Regions from separate parts of the Zea mays genome. Here all the other regions are linked to region 4. Evidence: chromatin contacts called from public Hi-C data. All regions are on one chromosome and are shown on one strand. Each heading gives the region's core, a stretch centred on a gene start, on an enhancer-like site or on the middle of the called end of the contact. The rest is flanking DNA. Distances are from core to core; before and after follow the strand shown. Region 1 holds the start of LOC100277172. Region 2 holds the start of LOC100280262. Region 3 holds the start of LOC103647517 (phosphatidylinositol 4-kinase gamma 7). Region 4 holds the start of LOC100194004 (Dof zinc finger protein DOF1.6).

Region 1 (6,445 bases), core at 494-2,993, 230 kb before region 4:
GGCCACGATCGAGTTTGTTTAAGTGGCAACACAACAAAAGCCTATGTTTGGAGCCATGAGCAGCGGCACATGGAGCCCCTCGTGGCCAAAAGCTCTGCGCCCATTAAACTATCGAGCACTGTTTCGAACTCTGGAACTGGCATGTGCGTCTGCAGTGGCACAAACATATTTTTATTTGTTTGTTTATTTCTGTTTGTTTGTTTATTTCTGGCGATCGAGTGTATGATGACCTGGATGGAGGAGTTTGGATCACGGTGGAGGAGTGTAGTGTAGTATGAATGTATGATGCAGAGTCTGAGATGATGTTGAGCAGCGCCGAGATAGACGAGGTGGCAACGGTTGTCTGCTGAAGGTGATTATTTTGCTCGGGGAGAACCGGAGAAAGCGACCACGGCGACGGGCATGGCAATGGGCGACTGGAGCCAAACGATGATGGTGATTGTGTATATATAGGTGTAAAAAAGACGCTCAGAGACTAAAACGCCAGCCTCACCTGCAGGTAAAGAAAGCAGTGAAAACAGACGAGACGATATCAGCAAAAGGTTTTGATAACAGAGAAGATACACAGGTTTATCTTGCATGCACCACGCGTAACACGCATCGGCAAAGAAAACTCCGGCAGAGGCTGGAGAAGGGTCCAATTCCAATCCAGTCCAGTGAGGCAGGAGGACGCGAGAGAACTTCAGGCGGTTTCAGAGCCGGGACGCGATCAGGCCATCGGCGGCGGTGCCATCTGCAACGAGTAGCTGGCTGGCTTCCCTGTCTGGCCCGGCGACGCCGACGCCGACGCCGACGCAGGCGGCAGTGTGGACTGGCAACCGACGGACACGACACGGTGTGTTCGGCGATGGCATGTCTCCGCTGTCGCTGCCCCCCGCTTGCGATCTCGCCCGGACCCCGGTTGGGTTCACGTCCCCTTTTCAGCCTCACGCGCTGATACGCATCACATGCTGCCACCGATGTGATATGCTGCAGCTGGTCGCGATGTGGCAAAGTTATATCTCACGTTTTCCCGGTGACACTAGAGCACGGAGATACTGCGGGATACGAGCTCGTCTAGTTGAGTAGTTGTCCAAGTGTACCCAAAAGCTGAAAAGCATAATAAGCCTACCACCCATGCGAGGCCTTCATTTGGCAATTTGGGTAGGTTTTGAAATCCTTGATCTTATGTAGACCTAGTGTACTACGTCATCATGTGGATTGGATCAATACTAGAGTAACCAAACAAAACCGCAAGGACATTAGTCATCAAAACTTTAACCTTTAGATCTAGTAGCTATTTAGTTATGTTTTTTAATACTTTCCTATTCTATTATATACGTAATTTTAAATTTTTCTGATAATCAAAGAGCCTTATGTTTGATCAAATTTCATGTAAAGAAATAGTAACATTTATGGTACCAAATAAATATAATATTTATTTTTTCATTAGTTATATGTTTATACTACATTTATTTAGTATCATAAATTTCCAGACGTAGTTTTGTTAAGAGCGATAGCAATAGTAAACATCCACTTTTAAGAATTGAAATAGAAATATAAAAATTTGAGCGAGTATTTCTGTTAAAAAAGTTAAAAGTAAAATTGCGAAGAACGGAAAGGAAGAAACCCAGGTACACAAACCGAGCCACTAAAACGGGCCGAGATCCCATGGAGCATACAAGGGCCAACATCTTAGCCCATTTGATTGACTCCAAAAGTAAAAAAAAAACAATTCACACAGTTTTGTATCCATTTTCTATTTTTCTCCTCTCGAGTAGCGTGGCGGGCGTGGACGCGGCGGCGATGCTGCGGTCGGCGCTGCGGCGGGGAGGGGCGTCCGCGAGGCAGGTCGCGTTGGCGGGAGAAGCCTCGCCGAGAGACCTCCTCCGGATGCGCGTGGCGGAGCGGGAGCGCGCGAGGCGGCGGCGTCGCGACCCGGGCCGCGACGAGTTCTTCGTGCCCACGCCAGAGTCGCTGGCGTGGCTCGACTCGGTCTCCCTCCCCATGGTGCTCACCGCCGCCGCCGTGGCCCTCTTCACCAAGCTCCTCATGATGGTACTGCTCCGTGCCCTCCTAGGCCTTGTAGCTGTAGCTGGCTTCTCCTAGGGTTGTTTTCTGTTGCAATTGCAAGTACTGTGTATTTCCTTGAATACCCGAACATTATGCGAATCTTTTGTTGAGTCAATGCTATGGCGCGTAGTGTAGAATCTTCATATTGCTAGATTTGGACATGTAGACATGTAACCTGTAGGAATTTGAAGGTGGTTGTGACAAGTGTTCTCAGATGAGAGAAGTGCGGATTTATTATCTAGTTGTCTATTTGCTTCATAAGTGTATACAGTGTTTTCTTCATGGGCCTGGGTAGATTTGTGTTATCCTAATTGGACTTTTTACTATTGGATCTGTTTGATATTACATTCAGTCAACCTTTCTTTCCTTTCATACGGATGAATTCTACAATGTTCGTTCAGCTTCACATTTTTTGCCAGCTGCCTGTAGGGGTGGTAATGAGCTCTAAATTTTACACTATAAAATTTAAGGATCGAATCAGATTAGGATCAGACTCTATTTCTATTCATTTTTGAACTAAAATCAATTAAAGACTCAAACAAATTGTGAAGAAAATATTTGTTTCACAATCCGTTATCACCCCCTAGGTGCCTAATGTTTCGTGGCGATTTGTGTACACCCTTCTGGTTAACTAAATCATCAAGATTCTAGAATATTGTTTTAAGGTTAATTTTGAACTACTGGCAACTGTATAGTCTATATGGCTACGAAAGAAAACATTTAAATTGAATAGTGTTCTTTTTTATGTTTGTTAGGATATCAAAATAATGTTATGAATCTTATTTTCTGTTTCTGTGGGAAGGAACATGAAGCTACAGATCAAGAAAGGAGAGAGCGCAAGATAAAGAATAGCCACCCTGATCAAGGAACAGTAAGGATGCTATCTCGTGAAGAATGGGAGGAGGTCCAAGAAGTCAGGCCAAGGACCCCTTTTGAATCAAAGTTAGCTCGTCCACATGCCCGGATAAGAACGGGGGAGCCAGTGCGACTGGTTAGTAGATGTTTCTTGTGGTTAGTTTCTAAAATGAAGTTTTGCATGGTACTCTTTGATGGTTTATGGTACTGTCACCTCTGATGTGTTCTATTATTTTTATTCACCACTAATCCCAATGCTTAAATTATATGGCTTGTATGTTCTGTTATTCAACAGCTTGTTGCTCTAGTACTTCCCACATCTGGATTTAGATATTTCATTCATGGGATCCTCATGCAATCAAGCTATTGTCTTGGAGAACCTCTTACCCTTTACCTGTAGGAGGATGTTTTACTACTGATATCCGTATCCTTTACCTGTAGGAGGATGTCAAGGATTGGGCTACTGATGTAATCGCAGATTCTTTTACCAGAGCAGAAGAAGCTACCAAGAAAAAATGATTTAGAAGAATCTAAAACACCCGGTGTATCTGCTTTATCGTTTCTCTGAATCTAAAACACCCAGTTGTAACCGAGTTCTTTTACAGATCCATGACCATATGGGTATTACGGCCACTATGGTATTCTGAGAGTGAAGCCCTGAGTCCCTTGGTCTATGTTTCGGTGCACCATGGTAAACAACTGCTTCACCCGGGCCTCTTGGAGAAAGAGCGATATAATAAAGAATACTAGGTGAATTGACACGGTGAAATTTCTCTTAAAATTTGCGCCATGTATTGGTATAAGGTTAATCGTACCACTATTTTGTTCTTGTTTATATACGTGATACTTGTATACAACGACTGTACTTACATGGTTAGGATCTTCTCAAAACTAAAATTTATTTTCCATAAAAAATTAAGTGCAGCTGTGAGGCTAGAATCAAAGAACTCATACATCTTAGTTGGGAGGCCTCAAGTCCTAGTGGACCAAAGGCCCAACCATTTGAATTATCAGACTTTGGAGATCTATAGGGCGGTAGGGGGCCTGGACAACTAAGAAAATATATGTGTCCTACCGTTAGAAGTGCTCGAGGGTCCGAACGGACTTGTTTATTCTCAAAGATGGTGGTGGTCGAAAAAAACTTGAAGTGCGGAAGTGTCCCTAAGCCTAGAGCACCAACCAAAGCCCTCTACTCCTTCTGTTGTACTATTAGTTTTCGTTTTGTACAAGATTTGAGTTAAATTTATAAAATTTTAACTTAAAATAACCATTTTATTATTAAGTTTTGAAACCTAATGTATATATATGCTATGATTTGTCTTGGCATGTACTTTTATAAAAATATAAATGTATTAATAGTTTATTTGTATTTTAAAAAACATTGGTTAAAGCTATATTTTGGAGACTGAGTCGTTGTCCTAAACGACAACTAATAGGACACTAGAGGGAGTAGGTTTAGGGTATATTTGGTTTGTTGTCTAACTTATCATACTTTGTCTAACTTTTCTGTATAAGTTTAATTCTTCAATTTGGATGACTAATTACTAAGTGGGGCTCTAGACGGTGGGGCTCCACTTTTGTGGGAGCCAAGGTCGGTCATTGGGGCCTTGGGGCCCGTGACTCCGTGAGTGTGGATCCCGCGATAGCTGATTCCACCATTTATGATAGGTAGATGAAGAAATGATATCTTGATAAGAAGCCATGTCGATGTACATGAGAACGGGAACCAAGACGTAAAGAAATATGACTTTAAAAAATATGATAGGTAGATAAGTGAGAGAGAAGATATATGATTTTATAAAAGATCATTCTATAGAAACTATCTATTAGAACCATAATTTTTATATGTAGTATCTAGATAAATTAAATAGATATAGTAACAACACGTGGTTTCTAGCATTAGAACTCCCCTTAATAAACAGTTTGCGAAATAATCATGACTTCACGTGGTTCCATAAGTGAAGTATAAAAATCAATTACTATAGGTGGTCTGTTTTGGGTCTTAAAATTGTCCATCTCAAGAAGCTATATATAGCCTGCTTGTGGCTACGTTCAGACGGGATGGCTACTAAACAAGTGTAGAAACACGATAACGGTAATCCAAGAGGAAATACATTGCTCAAATCAGCAGAACGGAACAATATACAAACTGTCATTACATTAGGGAAACTGAACGTTCGATCCCAGAATTATAGAAAAACAGGATAAAGGAGTCCGGACTCCTAGAGTGTGCACCCTCTCACATGCATGAGATGAGACACAACCTTTGTGCACTGTATTCTTAAACACTTCAGACTCAACAAAACATGAACCCCTTAATTATGGCCACAAACCTTCGATCAAATTATACTAAACGGAAAAGTACCAACACCGTACGTCCCATAGAAGATCGAGCTATGCTAGCTCTTGTTATTTCGTTTATGGAATTACTGCTCCGGTACGTACGGTGGGAGCACCCCTTTGAAGAAGGAATCCAGTAATACTAGTGCTCTCTCGGGCTGGGAGGATGGAACCATATGACCGGCTCCTCTCACGGAGGCAAATGTGAATCCTCCCTTGTATTGTTGGACATACCCTCCAACCTGCAAGCACACAATCATACGAAATCATGAGCCAAGCAAGCGTATTACGAACTTGTATATATGTAAGGCTTTATTCCAAAAACGAGCAGCATATAAGAGTTTCATAGAGAATAAGACATCCAGTAAGAGTGGATATTTTTATATCTCACTAGTCCATCAATAATCCGTGCTCCCGCGTAAAGCTTAATACCTAAAACTAATGGAAACTACTTATATTAATTGGTATGCTTCGTTCCTTTGACATTTTTAGACGCAATCACGCAGTACATATATAGTTATACCGCCTAAAGCCAGTAGTCATCAGTCAAGATTAGGTGTTTCTCTGTATTAGGCTAAACAAGACCCGAGGGTATCAAGAAACTAATACAATTTGTATAAGTAGACGATGGTGGTATACATATCACTTTGGCATGTATAGAACTTAGCTTACCTCCATGTTTACTGTCCACGGACGCCATGGGGTTGTGATGCGAAGTTTAAGATCGTTGATGGAAAGCCTCGTGGCGGGAAGCGGGCACACCGAATCAAAATCGCCGCTGAAATATTTTTGTTTTCATAATAATGGCATTATTTTCATTTGTATGATAGTACATATTACTAGATATGTGCTTTTTGGATAACTTGCATTTGTTGCCACTAAATATAATTACCTAAAAATCCAGACCGGTAACTTCTTCTCAATCAGCCATGCGAGTGTCGGCACCATGGAGATCGGTGCATCTGTCCAGTTCAGGTTCCTGCAAAGGCATGCCGCAGGAAATTAGGTAGCATATTAATGCAACATTAGCCCTGATGGATGGGTCCAATATAATCAGGATCAGGATAAAGATCTTACGCGCATCCTGACCAACTTGTCATCCTAGCGTGGAAAGCGTTCTGCACTGCTGGGTCGTTGAGGTAGGAATACGTGTAGTAATCGCTGCATGGATCATATCCAGGTAGCTGCAATATGTATG
Region 2 (6,545 bases), core at 1,634-4,133, 170 kb before region 4:
GGAATGGATGGAGTATAGGAGACTAAGAGAGACCTGTAGAAGCAGTGGCTCCATCTCCCTGAAAACCTTCTCCTCACTGCATAGTGACATGATTAGATAATCAAGGTAGCGTTTCCAGCGCACTGTTCCAGCAACTATGACGGTAACCTAACAATGTAAGTATAAGAAAATGAAACAGGAGCTTTGAGACCATTCGTACATGCATAAACAAACCTTGAAACATAGTTACTACTCCATCTGTTCCAAACTGTTCCAAATTATAAGACGTTTTGATTTTTATAGATATATTGTTTTGCTATGTATCTAGACATAGCGTATATCTAAGTGCATAGCAAAAGCAACATATCTACAAAAGCCAAAATGTCTTATAACTTGGGATGGAGTATTTAATAGCCATCCACACAAACATGTATGTCATCACAGATTCACAGTACCACACCTTACACATGCTAGTAGTAGTAAGTGAAGATGCCCTAAAGAACTGAGAAATGGTTGGCTATATGTTCATTGAATATTGAAGGCATATGTGGTTGCCACAGCTCACAGAAGCTAAAAGGCAAGTTTTATAGGACGACGATTAAATGGGTTATGTTTTATGTTGCAGAATATTGGCCTACAAAAAGACGACATGTTCAACGGACAAGTATTGCGGAAATAAATATGTTACATTGGATTTTGTGGCCATACAAAAAGGGAGCGAGTCTAAAACGATGACATTCGTGATAGGCTAGGGATAGCGTCAATTAAAGAAAAGTTTGTCCAACACTAGGTGAGATGGTTTGAACATATCCAACGGAAACCTCCAAAGGCACCAATGCGTAGTGGGATCCTAAGACGTGATAGCAATGCAAAGAGAGGCATGGAAAGGCAGGAGTTGACATGGGAAGAGGTAGTAAAAGGGGACTTGAAAGTATGGATATGGAATATACTCAAATATTTAGCCTTGAACAGGAGAGCATGGAAAATAGCTATCCATATGTCTGAACCTTAACTTGTAGTTTTTGTAGGCTTTCGACTCTAGCCTACCCCAACTTGCTTGGGATTAAAAATCTTTGTTGTTGTCATCGTATGGTTGCCACTCCGGCAAGCCTTTTTTATTTTGGAATTTGGACTATAAGGTTTTGTTATAGTTCATTGTTGTTGCAGATAAATAATTTGGAAGTCCCAGCAATAACCCAAAAGTGTATGGATGTATGCTTTTTGAGATAAATTGAAATCACACAGCATGATCACAAATAAGTATGTGGCTATGTGCTGTACACAACTTTTATTAGTCTTATAATGTATGCCTTTCAAATAAATAGAACCAACAACTTTTCACCATGTGCAATATATAACTTTTACCAGTCTTATATCCCTGTCCTCCAAATAGCGTGTGCTGAAACCTAGTGTCCTCTGCACATATCCTATCTCTTTATCTCCAGAATCATTTGCTTTCTCGTTCAAAAGGTCTACAAATGCTTTCCCCTTCTCGATTCTTAGCAACCTCACCACTGCAACTGCTTCGGGGACAGATAACATAAATGACTAAACAAGCCCTATAAGTTATATTATCACCAAATTTTTATGAAGAAAACTACATATTAATAGCAAGATTTGAGAACTTTAACTATAAACTTTTACCCGCTCTGTGATGAGAGACGTCCAAATTAATAAATGTATCCTTACTCATCCCTAGGAAGAAAAAATATATATCAAAATATAAAAGTGAGCAAGTAAGGTATAGTTATAAATAGAACACTTTACCTGCTTTTTTAGTAGAAACTGCAGAACCGAGGTTTGGAACTCTATTAATTCCTAAAAAAATCAGAGATTTTGATTGGTAGCTAGAATAAACTGACATTAAGCAGGGTAAACCCTTTTTATCACAGGTAATAATATCCTTTCTGAGAACAGCTGATTTTCCCTTGTTTACTGACAACCCAATAGAAAAACACGTCCTCAAGCACTAAAAAAACATTTCAACAGGCACTGGTGCTCCAGGAGTTAAGAAAACTAAGTTTGCAGCACAAGGTCTTGCTCCAGCAGTCCCAAAAAGACACGCTCTTGACAGTGGGACAAAATACAAGATGTTTCAAATGATACGAGAACAAGGGGTGGACCCAGTAAAGGACATGGGTGTACACATGTACAGCTTCTTTCTTTCTTGTTTTTCTTTTTTTCTTTTTTTTTTTTTTGCAACCCAATCGAAGTCTGTAGGCAAAATACATGCATATATACTTGTAACTAGATTCAGCTTCGGTTACTAATAGTAAGTTAGGGTCTGGGCGCAAAGCTTCGCACAGCAGGGAAGGAAGACCAAGGGAATACCTGCTGGTGCTCGTCGCCGGCGAAGGTGGCGGGTGGCGAGGCAGGACGGCGGCGGCGGCCGGGCCCGTCGTTGGTGAGTGGGGGTTGCGCGCATGCTTAGGGTGATGGAAGAAGACGAGGCAGAGTAGGGTTGCAGCATACAGCTACAAGCGCATTGGGTGCGTAATGACATTTTCAGAGCGAGGGTAGTCTGAGGTTGGAGCAGAATCAAGCAGACGGAGAGGGACTGAGAGGGACTGCAGAGGGCGGGAAGGAGAGAGAAGATCGCCGCGCTGTGCAGACGGAGACCTAACTGTGGAGTTGTGTGCCGGCCGAAGCCAGTCGCGGGGACACCAGGGCTGCAGAGGGCGGACGCCGCGCTAGAGCTGGTCGCGAGGACGCTGGGCCCCAGGTGGTGCTCGACCGAGCGGCGGTCTCCTCTCCGGGTTGCGGCGCGGCGAGCGGAGGGAGGAGAACGTCCGTGAGGGAGACGAGTTCAGGAAGCGGACGGAGCGCCGGAGGGGCGAGGTCGGCCGGGGGGAGAAGGGCCAGAAGGCCGACGCCCTCAGCGGATGAGTGGATCGAGAGTTCGGGACTCGGGAGGAGGAAGAACCGGGTGAGAGAAGAAAGAAAATAAAAGGACCAGGATGACTGATAGACCCACGTGTCAGGTGTGTCGTCCCATGATTAGGACCGTGACCGTCTTATTCTATCCTTTAAAAAAAGGTTAGATTAGATATATATATATATATATATATATTTGATTTAATTTCTTGCCGAAAAATGAGATGTGCGATTAATTTGAACCGACGAGTACGTGAATTCTTGAAGGGTAAGCCTAACACTGTGTCATGCTTCGATGCTCAATCGAGTTGTCGTTGCGGCAGCACGCTGCACATCCACTAATCCACACCAGAGCTAAACAAAAGGATGCCGGTACGGATTAAAGCTAAACAAATAGATTGAGAACTGCTCAGTAGAGTTGACATCACGTCATGTTCCAGCTGACCCGAGTTCGCCAAATGCCTGTGTTGCACCTGCACCGGCCAAGATCGAGTTCAGTCCCGATGGCATTCTCCTCGCAGCGGGACGGTGGCGCCTTTTCGAATCGTTTCCATCAAAATAATTTGAAAGTAAAAGTGAAGAAGCCTTTTTCGATCGTTTTCAGCCCTAGAAGCTAATATTTATGCCTTTTTACCTTTTTTCTCCGTAATACAAAAATGAATCTGGCTTTTATGTGCTTCTCCCAGTAAGTCGTTTTAAAAAAGGTGTATCCTACTTTTTTCCAGAGAAAAACTAGAGTCAAAACCTAAACTGACTCTCCTCCTTTCAAACTTATGCCTCATTCATACAACTTATATAATTATCGAAAGATTCACCACCAGGGTCTTGTCGAAAGATTCACCACCATGGTTACGCATGTGCACGCCGCCTGACAACTCCTGATGGGACGCGTAATACAATAGGGGTGTAGATCAGCCCTCGGGTGCTGACTCCGTCTTGCCTGACGCTGAACTCGCCCTCGGGTACAAACTCCGCCTCGCCCGAGCCCGGTCTCGCCAACCTGCTCCCCCATGAATTCCGTGGGAGGCCATTCCGTCGACTATGGCGCACGTCAGGAAGGCTCGATCATGGCCTCGGGCAGACTTCCACCTCGACCGAGCTCGGCTCTGCCCTTGATATCCACGACGGAAGACATCCCCAACGTCATCAGACACAGTGGGGCTGACACACCTCTTAACCAGCTTTTCCTCATACCTAACCCTGTGTCAACCACTACGGTATGGGCGACCTCTCTCTAGAGGTGAAAGTGCATTCGTCCCTTTTGTGAGTTTTGGTGGTTTGGATGACAACACATTTAAAGGTCTAACAAGTTTGCTAAGTGTTGAACAGGAAATTCAGTACGATGAACATACTTGAATAGTGTATACTGATCAGTGAACAAAGATTCAACAAAAGGTTAAATAACCAATGAGACAATGCAAGTGGATATAATATGGTCTCTATATTGGTTTGAATATATATATATATCGACAAGATCTGGGAAATCACTATATACATATGATCAGAATAGAGGTTGAAGTGATTAAGTGATTAAGAGGATTGGTCAAGCCAGAGTGAATAAGATACGAGGAATCGTGAATTGACTTGACCATATTACTATTAGTCCATATATGCGTCTATGAGAATCATACTAGATCTTGATTGATCTTAGCATTTATATCTACATGACATTCAAGCAAGGTTCACAATATTGAGAAATGATCCTCTCAATAGATGCTCAATATGATGTGACTCAAGAATGGCTTTATAGGGTGAAGATAGCAAGGAAAGGACTTCGATGGACCAGGTGAAGGTGAAGGCCAAGCGACGGCTTATGGACCGAGGTACCATGGATAAGGTGAAGAAGAGAGTACTTGCACTAAGTCGATGAACTAATCAGCTATGAAGAGTTATAATATGTTGATGCATCAATAAGGTGACTTGAAGCCATGATTTGAACTCATGTATGGTGAAATGGTACAAGTCACGGTGTTTGATTTGTGTTTGCTTCAAAAGGTGAGACAAAGATGTTTGTGATCCTTATGAAACAACGCCATGGAGAAACACACATTAGACACCAATCACTCAAGGAGTTTACTTAATTATATTTTATTTAACTTGAGTATAGAAATCGTCGTAATATCAAGGGGGCCCAAAAAGAAGGTTGGTGTTTACCAAAGCTCAAGACTCTATATTCAAAAGCTATTTCGAAAAACTAAAATCCCTTGGACACTCTGTGTATGACTGTTGTTAGGATTGAGAAACGGATAGTGTTCCTGTTGAAAAGTAGATGAACTTTTTCAATTACAGTTGAACTTCACTTCAACTGTGTCTTCAGCTGTAGTTGAGCTTTTTCAACTGCAGTTGAGCTTCACTTCAATTGTGTCTTCAGCTGCAGACTTCAACTGCAGTTGAGCTTTTTCAACTGCAGTTGAACTTCACTTCATATATGTCTTCAGCTACAGTTGAGATTTTTCAGCTGCAGTTGAGCTTTCTCACCTGCAGTTAAACTTCAACTTCAACTGTGAACCTCTCTTACCATACACCAGTTGAACTTGCCTCTGGGCCAGTTGAACTGGGGTTTTCTCTCCTAAACTTTCTGGTCAAGATCAGTTCAACTGGTCTCTGGGACATCTGCCCAGACTGTCCAGTAGTCAGACTAGCAGACAGGCTGACAGGTCTGACGAGGGGCGGTTCAACCGGTTTTGGTCAGTTTGACCAGACTGGACGATAGGCTGACAGTCAGACCAGGGGCGGTTCAATCGGTCCTCCACAGCAAAATGAGCCCAACGGCCAGTTTTGAAGCGCTATCTATATATACTCACTCCTATCCCTCTCTCCACACAAGAGCGCGACTTGAACTCCATTTCTAACCTAAGAAACACCTCCCACTCTCTCTCACACATCTCTTGCCTCTCCCATTTCAAATCTTTGGAGAGAAATCTTTGAGTGAGTTTAAGAGCTATAGTTTTTTGTGCTTCATCTTTAAATCTCTCTTGCTCTTCTCCATTCGAGCTTTGGTACTACATCAAGTTCTTTGTGGAATCATTACTCTTGGAGCTTCTAGCTCCTAGACGACTAGGTGTCTCTTGTGAGTCTCCAAATCTTGTGGAAGACCACAAGAAAGTTTGTATTACCCGCTCGTTTGAGCAAAGATTAGTGTGTGGGCTTAACCTTTGTGGTCGACGAAGGGAGGACAAGGGTTGAAAGAGACCTAGCTCTTTGTGGGCGCCTCAACGAGGAAGTAGTGCACCTTTTGTGGTGTGACCGAACCTCGGGATAAATCTTGTGTCTCTTGTGTTCTTGTTCATTGTGTTTGTTTGTGTTCTTCGTTCTCTCACCATTTCGTGGAAGAATTATTCATATTTTTTTGGTGTGTGAATTTTGAGAAGTGCCCTTCTCAGATCTACTACTTTGAACCCTGTGGATCATTTAGGACATCTCATTTACAAAGTTAATTGGGTGAATTTTGAGATCAATTCAGTTTTATATCTTGTTCTTTAGTTGAGCTCGTGCAAACCAGTTGTACCGGTTTTGATACCGGTTGAACCGGTTTTACCCAGTTTGTTTCTAGTTTTTGTTGGAATTTTTTTGCTTGTCTATTCACCCCCCCTCTAGGCAACTTTCAAGAGGGGCTCGGGAACGTGGCCTAGCCCTCAAATTCGGCCTCAGCTCTCATCGGAAAAACAAGCAGACACAAGTCAACGTCGTAC
Region 3 (6,547 bases), core at 2,805-5,304, 190 kb after region 4:
TTGAGTAGGTCTAGCTTCATCCATGGATTTCTAATAGTGCTCAAGAAGTGTTATCAGTTCTCAATTCACGAGTTCGTTTAGAGGACTCTGGAGCGGGCTCTCGTTTTATTGTGATCAGAGTTGAGAGCTTCATTTTTAGGGTTTGTAGGTTTTTGGTATTGTCCTTTGTTTTTTGGTGTGGTAAGTGTCCCGCTATGTTCATTGAGAATGTCCAGACACAAATTGATCCAATGGCACCCCTTTTGTTAGTTTTGGTGTTTCATGGGCTTTAGTGTGAAATTAGGATAAAGTCAAGATTGTCAACAACAAAAGTTTATTTGTCAACAACAACAAAAGTTTATCGGGCTCTAGTCACCCGATTTAGTACTTCAAATGAAAAGGTTCTCTCCTCTGAACAATAAAGCAAATATATTTGCCCCATCTTTAAAATCTTACGTTTTAAGCGAATCAAAGAACTTGACGTTTTGTTTTCTAGTACAAAGTCGAAGATGCCGCTTTAGTGGGCATTGTAGTGGTATAATTAGATGTTTGTCATATGTAGCACCGGGTCGTTTACCGCAAATCGATTGATTTTATTAGAACTAAGCTCAATAATTGAGCAGGTACCTCTATATCATCTTTCACAGACAGACGTGCACATTTCTTTTTCTATGACCAGAAAAAATAAAGTTGCTTTAACTACATATCTGTCTGTTTGGGATTATAATCTACTAGGTTACATAATCTAATATATTTTGAACTAATCATTAGTTCAAAATAAACTAGATTATATAATCTAAGTAGATTATAATTTCAAACAAACAACCACTAATTCTCTTCGTATATATAGTATCGTCCTATTGTAAATTGTATGATCCTTAATTTTTTTTAAATTATATTATTTTCACCATCTCTAGACCAAAAAACACATCTAATTATCATGTTTGTTTGGCTTTAATTAGTATCGTACATTGTTTTTGTCTCTATGTATTGTAGCTGCAACGGTCTAAACAACCGACTTTAATCCGAAGCGAACAACCTATCAACACTAGTACTACTGCGTCAATAGACTTATGTTTAGAATAAAAAGTGGGGTCAGAATAAAAAGTTATATATTTAAAACAAAAGGGTTTTATAATTTGAAATAGAGGGATACATGGCTAGATCTTGACATTATTCTCTTTGTTTACTGTATTTGTACGGTGTTCAATGCCTTCGATGCGTCGTCCAATTAATTAATTAATTAATAGTAAAATAAGATGGTTTTTGTAACTTCAGTTCTGTGAAGAAGTGTTGCAGACTTTGAGTCGTGTGAGCCACACCGCCGGCGCTCCTGGTGTCAACGCTCGAGTCGAGTCTGAAGAAAGTACCCTGGTCTTGGTCTAATGGTCTACACTCTCCACTCTATATATTCGTACGTATGCGTATGCATCGAGCAGAAATGGACAGCGCGAACAGCCGTTCAAGACGACAGCAGAGCAATCATGCAGCATGGTCAAGCATTATCCTTCACTGTGTTCTGAGTGTTGACGAAGGATCGCCAATCAGGTCGTAGATGCATAAACCACGAAACAGTTGAACCGGATTCACGCTAGCCAAATGTTTATGTTTCTTAGACTTGCCGGTCAATTTCAGTTATGAACAGTTAATTTCAGTAGAAGCTTACACCCCCTCCTCTTTCATATTAAAAAAGTTCAGTCATGAACACAGATGAAGAGCCAAAAGCCTCAGGGCAAATAGGGTTTAGGTCATGGTCTCGCATGGACGAGTCAAGTCATCTGTTGTTTTCTTCCCTCCTGCAGTCCTGCCCGACGATCGCGCGTCAGCAACGGTGACTGGACCGCACCCTGCGCTGACGCCTTCCACGCGCCGCTGCCACGCGGGCCCCGTCGCGGTGTATCACCGTCCGGTGGACTGGCGCCACGTGGAGACCGTCGTAGCGTGGATTCTAGAGCCTTCCGATCCCAAAGCGAAACGAGACGGCGTGATGGCTCGTCTGTTAATTATCACCGTCCGTAGTACTTATTTTTCTTTTGGTCCGAGAATATATGTTTTGCCTGTCTTTCTGCGCTCGGCCCATGAAATTATCAAGGCCTGCTTTTCGGAAAAACACAGCGGTGCTTTTGTTTTTGCGGTAAAGGGCTTGGTTTGGTCTTTGGTGTCGCCTTTCTCGTGGTATGCCCCCTCCATAAATTTAGGGTGTGTTTGAATGCGTTAGTGTTAATAATTATTTGACTAAAAATTAGTAGTAGAATTAGTTTTTTAGTTAATAGAAATATAGTCCAGTCTTAGCCTCAGACGAGGTTACAGTCAACTAGTAGAATTAGCTAGCTAGCTAACTGTATTAGCTAATTTGCTAAAAAGTAGATAATAGTTGAACTAATTTAGATATCTTTAATTAATTTTAGCAGCTAACTATTATCTGTTATTATATGTGTTATATAGGGTTTTGTTTTTTTCGTTTATTTAGTGGCGGCGGTGGGTGAATATTGTATAGTAATGTCAAACGTCCTACGATAAACTCATTCTCTTCGGTATTTAGAACAAAAGAATGAACTAATAATCGAGAATCAATAAAAATCTAACTGAACAAAGGATCAACGATCGAAGGATCATCATATCTAGAAAAAATGGAAGCAAACAGCCATAGCTAGACAAGTGGCCACCAATCGTCATATAGGAAGGACTATGACTACATGGGAATGCATTAACTAACAGCAAAACGAAGCTGGCTAATCTCCTAACTACAACCATATATGCCCACAACATTAGTAGCAATTTAGCGTTTACATATTTTTTTTATTCAACACAAACCAAGCTGTTACCAACTATTTCGGCTCCTAAAAGTATGATGGCATGAGATGCTTTAAATATGACTTCCAGCTCCAGGACTAGATATTCCTTGCTCTCATAGCATGGTTGTTGCTGGTCCGCGAAATTAACTCACCAAGTGTCAGCAAATAAGATTTCTTTTTTTAAAAGAGAAAGGCAAAAGATTTGTCATTCCAATATATTAGAAGAGGTAAAAATAAACTTTACAAACAGACACAGCCCGAAAAACTTAACAATAAAGACCTAGATAGAACACTGACACTTAAAGGAAAAGACCCAACAACCCCCCCCCCCCCCCCCCCCCCGACCGGGACTCCAGCCGCTACAGACAGTCTACACCTCCACCAATGAGCTCCTTCACCACCTGCACTATTTGCTCTGTCGTTCTCTGCAGACCCTTAAAGATTATGTTTTTCTTTCCAGCCATAAACTCCACCAGAAATATATTATGAGGCCATCAAAATTTTTTCTTGATTGCTTACTACAGAGCATCCTCAGTCTAAACCACCACTCGTGTAGTGATCCGGTATTGGAAATACCGTCCAGGAACCGCAAATCAGCCCAAGTCAGGATCATGCTCCATGCTTCCTCGGCGAAGGGGCAATCCTTACAAAGGTGAGCCGCTGTCTCCGGAGACACATTACAAAGCGAACAAATTTGATTGCAAGGCTAACCACGTTTTTGCAGATTGTCTGAAGTTAATATTTTGTTATGCAACAATGTCCAAGCAAAGAAACGATATTTTGGTTCAGTTTTGGCTTTCCAAATGAGATTGATGTGGGTTTTACAGAAGTTCGTTGTGAACTGAATTTTGTAGGCGCTACTTGAACTGTATTCCCCGTCTGCCGACCATCTCCAAAAAATGGTATCATCGAGTTCATTGAGACCTTGCACACTGCTGATTGCTTGCCAAAGTAATACGAATTCTCTCACTTCCTCCTCCCGAGAGAAAGGCGCACAGAACTGCATCCAGAAATTGTTCCTAAGAGCCTTGAAAACCGAGATATTCTTTCTTCTTGCTTTCTTATATAGCTTAGGTGCAATATTCTTTGGAGCATGCCCTTCAATCCAACTAGATCCCCAGTACCAGTAGTGCTGTACTATTTACGAGAGGAAGGTGAAGGCCACAAGTTTGATTTTGGAAATCAAAGAGTACAATCCAAGCTGTACACACACCACGGACACGGAGCATCCCGCGCGCACGCCCACAGCAACCTGAACGGAGCTCCTCAGCCTGGTCGTGCGCACAAAACCGCGGGCGACGTATCAGGAGGCAAGTGGCCATTCTCCTTGTCGTGACTCCTGGAGACAAGAGCACCGTTTCAGAGAAATACAAGCAATCGTAAGGTCCCGAGCGCAAAACTGCGAGGCTATAAGATGGTGGGGAGGGGTGTCGCTAACCGTGGTTATGACATTAACCCGTCTTTGGTCCCGGAGGGAAAAGGACAAATCACTCACACAGAGGGAACAAAAGGGCACAGGAATCGCGACAGCGTGGGAGGCGTACGGCGCACCGCCCGGCCGCCGGATCTGCGCCGGCGACGCGCCCGGACGTCGGATCTACGCCGCCGCAGGAGGAGGGAGGCGGCGCTCTGGCCGTTCCTTGCCCGCGAGCGCCCAGATCCGTCCCGCCGCCGGTGAGTCCCCACGCCACCTCCTCGTCCTGCGAGCTGTGACTGTGAATGTCATTCGACGGGGGCAGCAGCGAGCGGTGCCAGCGCGGGCTCGCTAAATTTGCGGATTTAGCGGGGGGTGCTTGATCGAAATGAGCGCCTGCGCCTGCCGGTGATTTCGTGTTGCTTCCTTCTCCTATCGATTCAGGCCGTAATTCCAGACCACCGGCCGGCGTGGTCTCGAAAATTTCGTCGGTAAATGGTAACCGGTTTCAGCATGTTCACGAGACGTGTTTTGGCTTTCTGATTTCTGGTGTTATTCGATTGGAAATATGTGGGATTTGGGACCGGTATATAATTCATAATCAAGCGTGTAGGATCTATGCATAGCTCGTATGTTACTGCTATTTACTCGGATTTTAATGCTGTTTACTCGTGGATTTGTCGGGTTCAGTCGTCAGGAATTCGTAGATTCAGCTAAAAAAACTTTTGAGTTTGCGTTCATCGGTCCTACTATTTTGCACCAAGTGTTTGAGTTTAATTTTTTTTTAAAAAAAATACCTGCGTGGGGGAATCGATTTATCCCTAGCATTCTGTGGACATAAATCAATTGAAATTTTGGAGTCCTTATTTAGCTTGTCACCATGAATCAATCCTACTTAATTTCTGGCTGCATGCAAAATCTGCCTATCCCTTTATGGACTATGCTATTTATAGTACCTATATTTTCCCTCAGCCATTGGACTCTATTACAAACCAATGTGATTCTGATGAGATTTGGTCCACTTGTACAGAAACATGCGGAAATGATCCCGATCTCCGTTTTCAACTGATTATTTTTCTTTAAGAGAAGGTTATTATTATTACTCCTATTTTGTGAGCAATAAGGCAAGGGTATGTACATGTGTGATGTTATAAATTTCACTCAGGTGCTGTTTGTTTCAACAAGGAGTATGGGAACGGTAATACAACTGGAAATAAAAACGCCTTTTGTTTGGTTCGTCTCTCTGGAGTGCAGCGATCAAATATTTGCCGCTGAGACACATGAAGGGAACCAATAACACTCCTAGGGGAGGGGCAAAAAAGTTCTACCGGGTCGGATCGATTTACGCTGCAACTGATTACGGACTCATCCATCCAAACATAAAATAGCGTTATGCATTTACGCAGGGAATCATTGGCGGTCTAAAAATGTCGAACCAAACAGCTCCTCAATTGGTTCTGCTCTCTGCCTTAGATTGAGATCCAAGTTTACTGACATTTCTAGTTATAGTGTTATTTTTATACTTATTATTTTGCCAAAATATTCAATTTGTTCTTGTCACCAGTGGTTTTGAAATGCAGTCAGAAACTTGCAACACTCGATATAATCTAATACCTATTCTGCTCAACAGTTGCGAATAGGTTTATTGGGCATAGACTTGTGAAACCATTCTGCCTGGCAAAGGGCTGTAATTTGGTCCTTGCAATGGAATGAGCAAAGAAATGATCCAAAGAATATCGTTTATGGAAGTAACTTGATAGGTTCTGTTAGTATGTTACATGCTAGCTAATCCATTTATATCAGACAGCTGTAATCGCTCCACAATTTTTGTATCTCCTAACTTTGTCTAGAATCTTACATTTATCATTGCATCGAAGCTTGTTTTGTACTATATAGTATCTCATTTCTCCTTTTTTCTCCTCCCAGGATATATATATCAATCAATGCCCCTGTGATATCGAGCTTCAGTTGATGCAGTGGTGAAAACATCTTCTCGAAAAACTGCTGGCTGCAAGTTGCAAAAGTTTGTCTTTCCCTTGTTGTGTTGTTGCTTCCTTCTCTGGTGGAGTACACGGGAGAAGTTTGCAGATACAGGCAGCTCCTTTCAAATCTCCTATGTCCAGGGATTTGGACTGTCCTGTTCAGACACAGATGGCTGTGGCAGTCCTGGACCGGAGCTTTAGCAGCGAATATCCTGGAGGTAGCAGAATTGAGGGGAGGCAACTGAGCTGGAAGAGAGTATTTGTCCAAACTGACAATGGTTCTGTCCTTGGCATCGAGCTGGAGAGAGGAGAAAACGTACAAACTGTGAAAAAGAAGCTCCAGATAGCCCTCAATGTGCCCACTGATGAGAGCTCAT
Region 4 (7,423 bases), core at 2,191-4,690:
TCCATCTTCTCGACATCATCCGTGTCCTACCACATGTCAAAAGGGAAGACAGCACGTGAGAATTCAGAGAGAAGACATGAATATATGCATGCTTTCGCTGCTTAGAGTACACTAGTCCAAGAAAGAAATCGGTCCAAGTACCATGCTAAAGACTGGAAACAACTTCGGCAAGGAAAAGAGAGTAACTTACATCAAGCTGAACTGGCTCGCCAGTTGTATCCTTGGGTGGAGGGGCTCTGTCGTTCTCTGTTATTTTCCTGAACAACTTCATGAGAGCAGAAACTTCAGCATCCATACAAGCTACATCAACTCGCATGCAGCTCTTCCACCTTCGTACTCGACACATTTGCCTCCCACTCTAACTTCTCTAGCGATGCCTGCTTGTCTGCTAGCATGGTCTACAATAAATGGAAGTTGCACAGCAAGTTACTAAGGTTTTGCTATTAAAAAGGGTGATTCCAGAGAGCACCTTCGGTTCTGTTCCGTGTCACATAACTGAAGGTTGTAGGAGGTGATCTCACATGATGCGAGCAATCAATAGCATGGCACAAACAAGCATGAGAACATAACGGATCTAACAAGAATAAAAGGATCACCTTTTTTTAAACAGGACCGCTTAGCAATAAAATCCCAAGAAAAAATATAGAAAGAGTAGAATTACGAAGTGGGGCCCCCTTCCTTTTTTTTAAAGGAAGCGGCAAAAACTTGCCTCTTCAATATATTAGAAGAGAAATAGATAACAGTCTCCAGAAGACCGAGCAAAAGAAAAAACAAAAAGGAGAAAACATACACTAACTCAATCTAACATACATTAAAACTCCCAATTTGATCTTTCATCAATTGTGTAACCTGGATAACAGATCTTTGAAATCTCTGAAAGATTCTGTTATTTCTTTCCAACCATATATTCCACCAGAAATAGATGAGGAGTCCATCGATAATCTTCTTTGACTCCTTGCAGCAACGATTCCTTAATCTCTTCCACCAATCATACAATGGCCCGAGGTTAGAAACGCCACTTAGAAAGGACAGATTGGCCCAAGATAGGATCAGGTCCCAAACCTCTGCAGAAAACGGACAGTCTTTGTCTAAATGATTGAAAATGGATTGGTCGTTGAACCATGAAACAACACTGAATGTCTGGCAACAGTATAGTTAGAGACTCAAACTATAGCACCAGAAGTTTTTTTGTCCAGTGCAGTTCAACACCAGCGATATGATGAAACGATAATACAAAGATGGACTAACCAGTGCTGGATCATCGTGGGTTTATGAAAGATGGTTTACATCTAATCAAATGATTACGAGGTGAAACCCTGCCACACTCTTTGGAAGAGGTGATACAGTCTACGTAAACCTCAGTGTTTGTGTTGCTCACCGTGAGAGTGACTGAGTGAGAGACAATCTTTTGTATCTTCAAACATACTCTCTATCTCACAATCTATCTCAATATCATCACATGTTGTAAATTTCACTCAATAAAAGTGTAAAGCACGTAGCCATATACAAGATATGTTGGGCACGGATTAATAGACTCACGTATGATTGTTAGACTATGTCCTGTAGAGCATGTATATGATCATGTAAAACATTGTTTTGTATTGTATATATAATATTGTTCTTAAAGTATAGTTTAAAATAGAAGGAGATAAAAAAGAGTTGGTGAAGATAGCCCTAGCGCCTGTCGCGGTGAGAGCGAGATCGATCTCTTCATTGGAAACGAGCAAATAACCTGTTGTGGAATTGGGGAAACCACGTGGCAGTCATGGACACGTTTGTGAAGACCGAAGACGCGTCGTGGCTGTCGCTGGCGTGAACCCCGGGGGCCGAGCCCAAGCGGGCGGGACGAATCGCACCCCGACACACATCGCGGCCGCAGTACAGGGCGGCGATTGACGACCTGACCTGACCCGGATCCGTCGCTGACACGGCGCGCAGGACGGCCCGTCGCCGTCGGAATCGCGACGCGTCGCGATCGGAATCAACGCGTTGTCGGCGCCCGCCGCGGCCCGGAATTTCGAAAAGCCCCCGCGACGCCGACGCCCAACCGAACGAATCCGGCCTGGCTTGAGTTCCATCAGCACCACGCTGCGCGGCGAGTGTAGGAGTACGTGCGTGCTAAACATAACTGTAGCATTCAGACAACGTACATTTTCGTACTCGCCTAGTTTAGCGTTTGCACTTTGCGAGAACCAGCGTCACACTACCTACATGCGTGGCCGGCTTTAAGAATATATGCCTCCAACACTTGCAACGACACGATTTCTTCGAAGTTCGCCGTTCCCTGTTCTTGCGATTCTCATGGCCTTAAACTAAGAAAGCACCACAATCAGGTCAAACTGTCAAAGCAAGCACAGATTCATGCAGAGCCCGGCTATCCCATATGTTAGCCTTTTTACTAGAATTGCAGTACAAAGCGGCGATTAAAAACCATCAACACAACTACACAAGTACGCGAGACTATCGGTCTAGACAACAGTAAGCTTAGGAGACTACTACAGCGCCTAGCTTCAAGAGCCCGACGCACTGCGTGCTCTGTTCCTCTCATCTCGTCGACCGTGTGATCATGGTTGATTAGTTAACCATGGGCGCCATGGCGTTGTCACGGGTCACTCACGGCAGATTGAGGAACAGCGCCGGGTCGGTGTCGGCGAACACGCTGGTGCCCCAGCCCCAGTAGGGCGGCCCCAGGTCGCAGCCCGACGGCCACTCGAAGCGGCTCGGGTGCGGCAGCAGCTCCCTAACGCCGCCGCTCCCAGCATCTGGCGCCGGGGACGTGTCCGCGAAAGCGCCGACGGACACCGGAAGCGCGGCCGGCGGCTTCTCCGTGGCGACAGCCGCCGCTGCGTGCTCCGTCGCGCTCGGCTTCTCCGAGGCAGTCACCGTCGCTGCGGACGGTGCCGTGCTCGCGACGTCGGCGGTGGAGGCGTCCGTGCCGGGCGCGGCGGGGTCCGGGGCAGGCGCGACGCGGCGGCGCTTGGAGTTCTTCGACCGCTTCGTGGCCTTGGGCGCGGCGCCGGGCGAGGTTGACGTCGTCGTCGCCGAGGATGATGAGGAGCTGCTGCTGCTGCTGCTCTTGCGCGTGCCGCCCCCGACGGGGACGTTGCGGAGGGACCCGCCCTTGGTCCAGTAGCGGCGGCACGACTTGCACAAGTGGCGCGGCTGCGACGTGTTGTAGTTGTTGTAGTAGCAGAACTTGGTGTCCCGCGACCCGCACCGCGGGCACGGGTCGCCGCCCGGCGCCGGCCTCTCCTCCTCCTTGGCAACCGCCACGGGGTAGCCCTTGGGGCGGCGGAGGTCCACGCCCGCGAACGGCGGCACGGGACGACGCCCTGGCTCCTCCTGCATGCGTGGCGTCGTGTGGGCGAGCAACGCAGGCTGTTCCGAGCAGGGAGCGTTGCGGCGGGCGAATGGTAGATGACGGGCTGTTTCAGTTTCAGCTGCTCGCTAGCGTCGGTGGTCGACTCGCTCTCGAGTTTATGGGCACCGGCGCCGGGTCGGTGGACCAGGCCCGGTCGGTCCGGGTAACTCTCACCGCTTCGCTTATGTTTACCGCCGGGCGGGCCGACGCGTCAGTGGCTCGTGGTCGCGCACGTCGAGCGGTGCGCGGGGATGTGAGGTGGTGTCGAGTGTCGACTGTGGAGTCGGTGAGGGTGGCGCACGCGTCACTCTTCTTGACCGAGGCACACGGCACAGTGGCGACCGGCGGGGAGCGACAGGCAAACAGCAACCGCCGAGAGTTTGTACTGTACGGGGCGGGCGGTGCCGTACCCGTACGCGTCCGTGGCGCGCGCACACGGCGGGGCCAGGTGGCCAGCCCCGAGCCCCCGACCGCGACCCCACTGGTGGCACGGCACCTTGCCCGCGACGGTCTACGTGTGCCGTGCCGAGCCCGCGCGCGGTAGCTGCCTCGTGGACCAACGATCGGTGCACATGCCCCGGTCCCGCCCGTCGGTCGAGTACTGGTGCGGAACTGCGGCTACAGGAAGTTGGGTTTTTAGCGGCCGCGGGACCAGTGGCCTGGGCTGGGTGTTTCTCGCCCCGGGCAGTGGCGCTCTGCGCCGCGCCGTGTCGGCGTCGGCGGCCATTGCCCGCAACAGCGGTCGGCGGGGGATTTCCGCGGTCACGACACCGAACTGGATGAATGGCTATTTGTTCGCCGAGTTTTAGTGCGACGGACCGGAGTACTGGACCGTAGACCGATCGCCTAGGTCCCGAACGGGGGGCGGCCGCGTCTGAGGATCAGTGGCACAGAGGCTGGTGACCAGTGGCAGTGAAGCAGCGTCGTGTGCCGGAGGGCGGAGGAAGGGTGGCCAACGCGCCGACGGCAGTGGGCCCAAGTTAGGCCGGGGTGGTGGAGCGCATGTGACGCGAACGTGAGGATCTGAGGATGATGGTGGCGGGTTTCTGCTTTGTATCACGAATAAAGCAAGCCAAGGCGGACGAGGTCATCGCAGGTACTTTGTCACAACTGCTATTGATTTTTTTTCCCTTAGCTATGATATACTATACTATATCACATACAGTAACATAAACAAATGTTACGACCCTTGTAAGAACAGAATCTGGTGGAACGCAGTATGACCGTATTGTGGAGCCCGTTGACGAGTACACAACATGGAGCTGGACTCGGTTGTTGTGATGAACAAGCGCATACGAGATGAAGGACCTGCTCCTTCTGTTAGGTTAGGTACAGACTACAGACAGATTCAAGAAATGGTTCACCGATTCTCTCTTTTTTCAGAATAAACAGACCTTTTGTTGCTGTAGTTGTTGTTGTTTGAGCAGATGCATGAAGATAGTGATAGAATTGAGACAGGTTGGTGTCATCGAATAGGCCATCCATGTGATGCAATGCAACACACACCGACAATACTGAAAAATGTTCCAGTGGGGGTTTCAGATGGAGGTATTTGTTGCAGGCATCCGTGATGGTTGTTCGTGAAATGCACTGCAACCCGCGCCTGTGTCTTGAGTTTTGACCCACCACGCTAACCTGAATCCCAATAACCGCCCGCTGCTTAAAAGTAGACAAGCTGCCCGTGGGAGCCGTCATTCCTGAAGCGCCACGCAACCGAACCGATGCAGCAGGACGCCCTTGGATTCAAACCACCGGTCTCAACAGCACACGTGCAGTCCGTTGTCCGTGCCCAGCATCGGAGTACTCGTGGTTGCACGGCTCACTCGTACCATGAACAATGATAGTTGGCGTACCTGCTTCTGAACGCGGCCAACTCGAGATCGTCTCGTTGTGCCGCCGGCGTGCGAGTTCGATCCGTCACGCACAGACTGTCACATAAACCGTTGGTCAAACAGGCACACGACACGACACGACTGTCAGTTTCCCTGAGACCGACGGCGGTGCAATTACAGTCCCAGCATAGCGTATACATAGAAATAACGGAACAACTTGACTGGCCGGTGCCGTGCCTGGGAGAGCTGCTGGACATCATAATCATATCTTACAGGTTGCTAGTATACAGGTCTAAAACGCGGAGAGACCTGTTCAAGGAGGGGAAGAAGCTTCTCAGATGAATGGAAGCCTGTGTACAAGAAGAGCGGCTTCACAATCCGCAATGGGAAGCTCCACGGTTCGTTCCTCTACGTAAAAACAATGGGCTAGACAGGGGATGGCGGCGGGAGCGATCAAATCAAAAAGAATACAGCCGGGGTCTCAGCCCATCACCGAGCACGCGATGTGCAACCAATCCAAGAGAGAGCCTCCCGTCGGGCTGGGAGAAAAAAAAAAGAATGATCAATCCGTCTGTCGTCTGGGAACGAGGCGGAGTGAGAGAGGCCCATCATCAGCTGTTGTCCCGTTTATGCCGTTTCGTCGCGTGGGGGAGGAGACCGTCAGCGCTAGCTCCCAACGTTGTCACGTGATGGCCGCCTAGTTCGTTACTAGATGCTGGATCGGCTGGTGGTTCCTGCGCGGAATCCAAGTCCCCGTTTCAGTTTTGCTGGAATACTGTCTTTTTATATACGAGCATGAACATCCATCCGTTCATATGGTTCGGGTACTTTACCTTGGAGTTGGAGGATACACCACCAGCAGATGCAGATCTCTTGCCAGCACGCTTTCCCAGGTTGATCTGCACAGAGATGCTGGTTTGGGACAGATCCACACCTGAGCTCTGAAGGGCGTGAGACAACGAGATAAGTAACCTGTTACAAATAAAACAAAACATGTGTCAACATACATTTATCTTCAGCGAAGACAAACAAGTCTTTCGTTGCCCGTGCCTAAACACAGAGTGCTTTCTGAGCACTATATTGTGAAAGAACCTAGGTACAGACGAAATAGCAAGATATTTCAGGTGGGAAAACCTAATGCTGGGCACACTCAAAGGGAAAAAAAAGACTTTACAGTAAGAACGAATACTATGGGGTCTATAGATTAAGGCCAAAAACAGTTGGGGATACCAAAAAAAAAAACCTTTATGGTTATGGACCTATGTTGTTTAAAAAAAAGTAGAACCCTTTATGGTTATAGAACTATGTTGTTTAGGACAAGATCTAGTAAAATATTATAAACAACAAACATCAGTAACTTTTAAATTACTTCGTTTGAAAATATACAAGTTATACATGTAAAATTGCATAGAAAAATACTATGCAAAATATCATAAAGTTGAAGGATTCTAAAAATATGGTGCATAAGAAATTATGGTCAGATACATGCACCAGCGACTATGCATAATCAAATGTAGCAAGCATTTTTTAACGGAGTGGGCAACAAATAACTTATATTCTTTGTGACTTACTCTTGGGAATAGGTACTGGACACACTGATCATTCCTTCATCTATTGCCAACTCCTGGCTGTTAAGCATTTCACTTTTCACTGCAGAGTCATCCACAGGGGACGGACCTGTCCATTGAGGTTGGGACTGAGATATAGCATTATCTACATGTAAAGAAGAGTCATAAGTAACCAGTGCTGCTTCTAGTCTCAGAAAGTACTTCTGAGAATAATGCAAAATCATATGTGAACCATCGATCATACTTGTAATATTCGCCGGAGTTTCTGATGATCTGTAGCAGCCGCTAGCCACGTGATTAGTTTCTGCCTGGTCCAGTGCCCCTGATGCAGCTGCAGATGTGTGATTATCATCGAGTTTCCCAGTGAAATTAGATCCAGGGGAGGATCCATTTCTCACGAAATGTGAAGGGTCAGGCGGGGAATCTCCTGGGATTTGGCCTTTACTCTGCAGCACAAGAATAACAAGCATGCCTAAGATGATGGTTCAAAACTATTGACACAGCATTATCGACCCGGCAAGGCAAATGCATTTTTTAGCAACAAACACTTGCCTGTGCATTTTTCCAGAATGATCGAAAATACATATTTGACTGCAAGAATGTAAAACTACATTCAGACACAGACAATCATGAATTGACTGTTCCTTTCCTAACGGCAGTAG

What was found. A called contact is a pair of places that touch in the nucleus more often than the background predicts.
Region 1: a contact with region 4 is called in a Hi-C map of tassel, with 2.6 times the contacts expected there. The contact joins the promoter of LOC100277172 here to the promoter of LOC100194004 in region 4. A contact is called at or near these places in 3 of 25 Hi-C or Micro-C datasets (bundle sheath, ear and tassel).
Region 2: a contact with region 4 is called in a Hi-C map of bundle sheath, with 3 times the contacts expected there. The contact joins the promoter of LOC100280262 here to the promoter of LOC100194004 in region 4. A contact is called at or near these places in 4 of 25 Hi-C or Micro-C datasets (bundle sheath, ear, leaf and 1 more).
Region 3: a Hi-C map of bundle sheath shows a contact between it and region 4, with 2.9 times the contacts expected there. The contact joins the promoter of LOC103647517 here to the promoter of LOC100194004 in region 4. A contact is called at or near these places in 9 of 25 Hi-C or Micro-C datasets (bundle sheath, ear, endosperm and 2 more).

What each region holds. Positions count from the first base shown.
Region 1 is chr2:194,019,060-194,025,504 of Zm-B73-REFERENCE-NAM-5.0, reverse strand. It overlaps LOC100277172, which reads left to right and starts at 1,743. Exons shown (of 3, transcript NM_001150818.1): 1 at 1,743-2,037; 2 at 2,855-3,043; 3 at 3,349-3,673. The coding sequence starts at 1,786. The coding sequence ends at 3,426. It overlaps LOC103647521 (serine carboxypeptidase 1), which reads right to left. Exons shown (of 8, transcript XM_008672048.2): 5 at 6,325-6,431; 6 at 6,140-6,226; 7 at 5,920-6,025; 8 at 5,334-5,489. The coding sequence ends at 5,334.
Region 2 is chr2:193,961,000-193,967,544 of Zm-B73-REFERENCE-NAM-5.0, reverse strand. LOC100280262 reads right to left here and starts at 2,883. Exons shown (of 18, transcript NM_001153190.1): 1 at 2,311-2,883; 2 at 1,747-1,797; 3 at 1,624-1,674; 4 at 1,345-1,499; 5 at 34-147. The coding sequence starts at 2,482.
Region 3 is chr2:193,604,251-193,610,797 of Zm-B73-REFERENCE-NAM-5.0, reverse strand. LOC103647517 (phosphatidylinositol 4-kinase gamma 7) reads left to right here and starts at 4,054. Exons shown (of 2, transcript XM_008672045.3): 1 at 4,054-4,448; 2 at 6,115-6,547. The coding sequence starts at 6,304.
Region 4 is chr2:193,791,060-193,798,482 of Zm-B73-REFERENCE-NAM-5.0, reverse strand. It overlaps LOC100194004 (Dof zinc finger protein DOF1.6), which reads right to left and starts at 3,440. Exons shown (of 1, transcript NM_001139068.2): 1 at 2,336-3,440. The coding sequence starts at 3,348. The coding sequence ends at 2,614. It overlaps LOC109944054 (a long non-coding RNA gene), which reads left to right and starts at 3,895. Exons shown (of 2, transcript XR_002267318.3): 1 at 3,895-4,457; 2 at 4,563-5,749. It overlaps LOC100273866, which reads right to left. Exons shown (of 11, transcript NM_001360477.1): 8 at 7,006-7,207; 9 at 6,765-6,906; 10 at 6,027-6,165; 11 at 5,390-5,927. The coding sequence ends at 5,805. It also overlaps the pseudogene LOC103649174.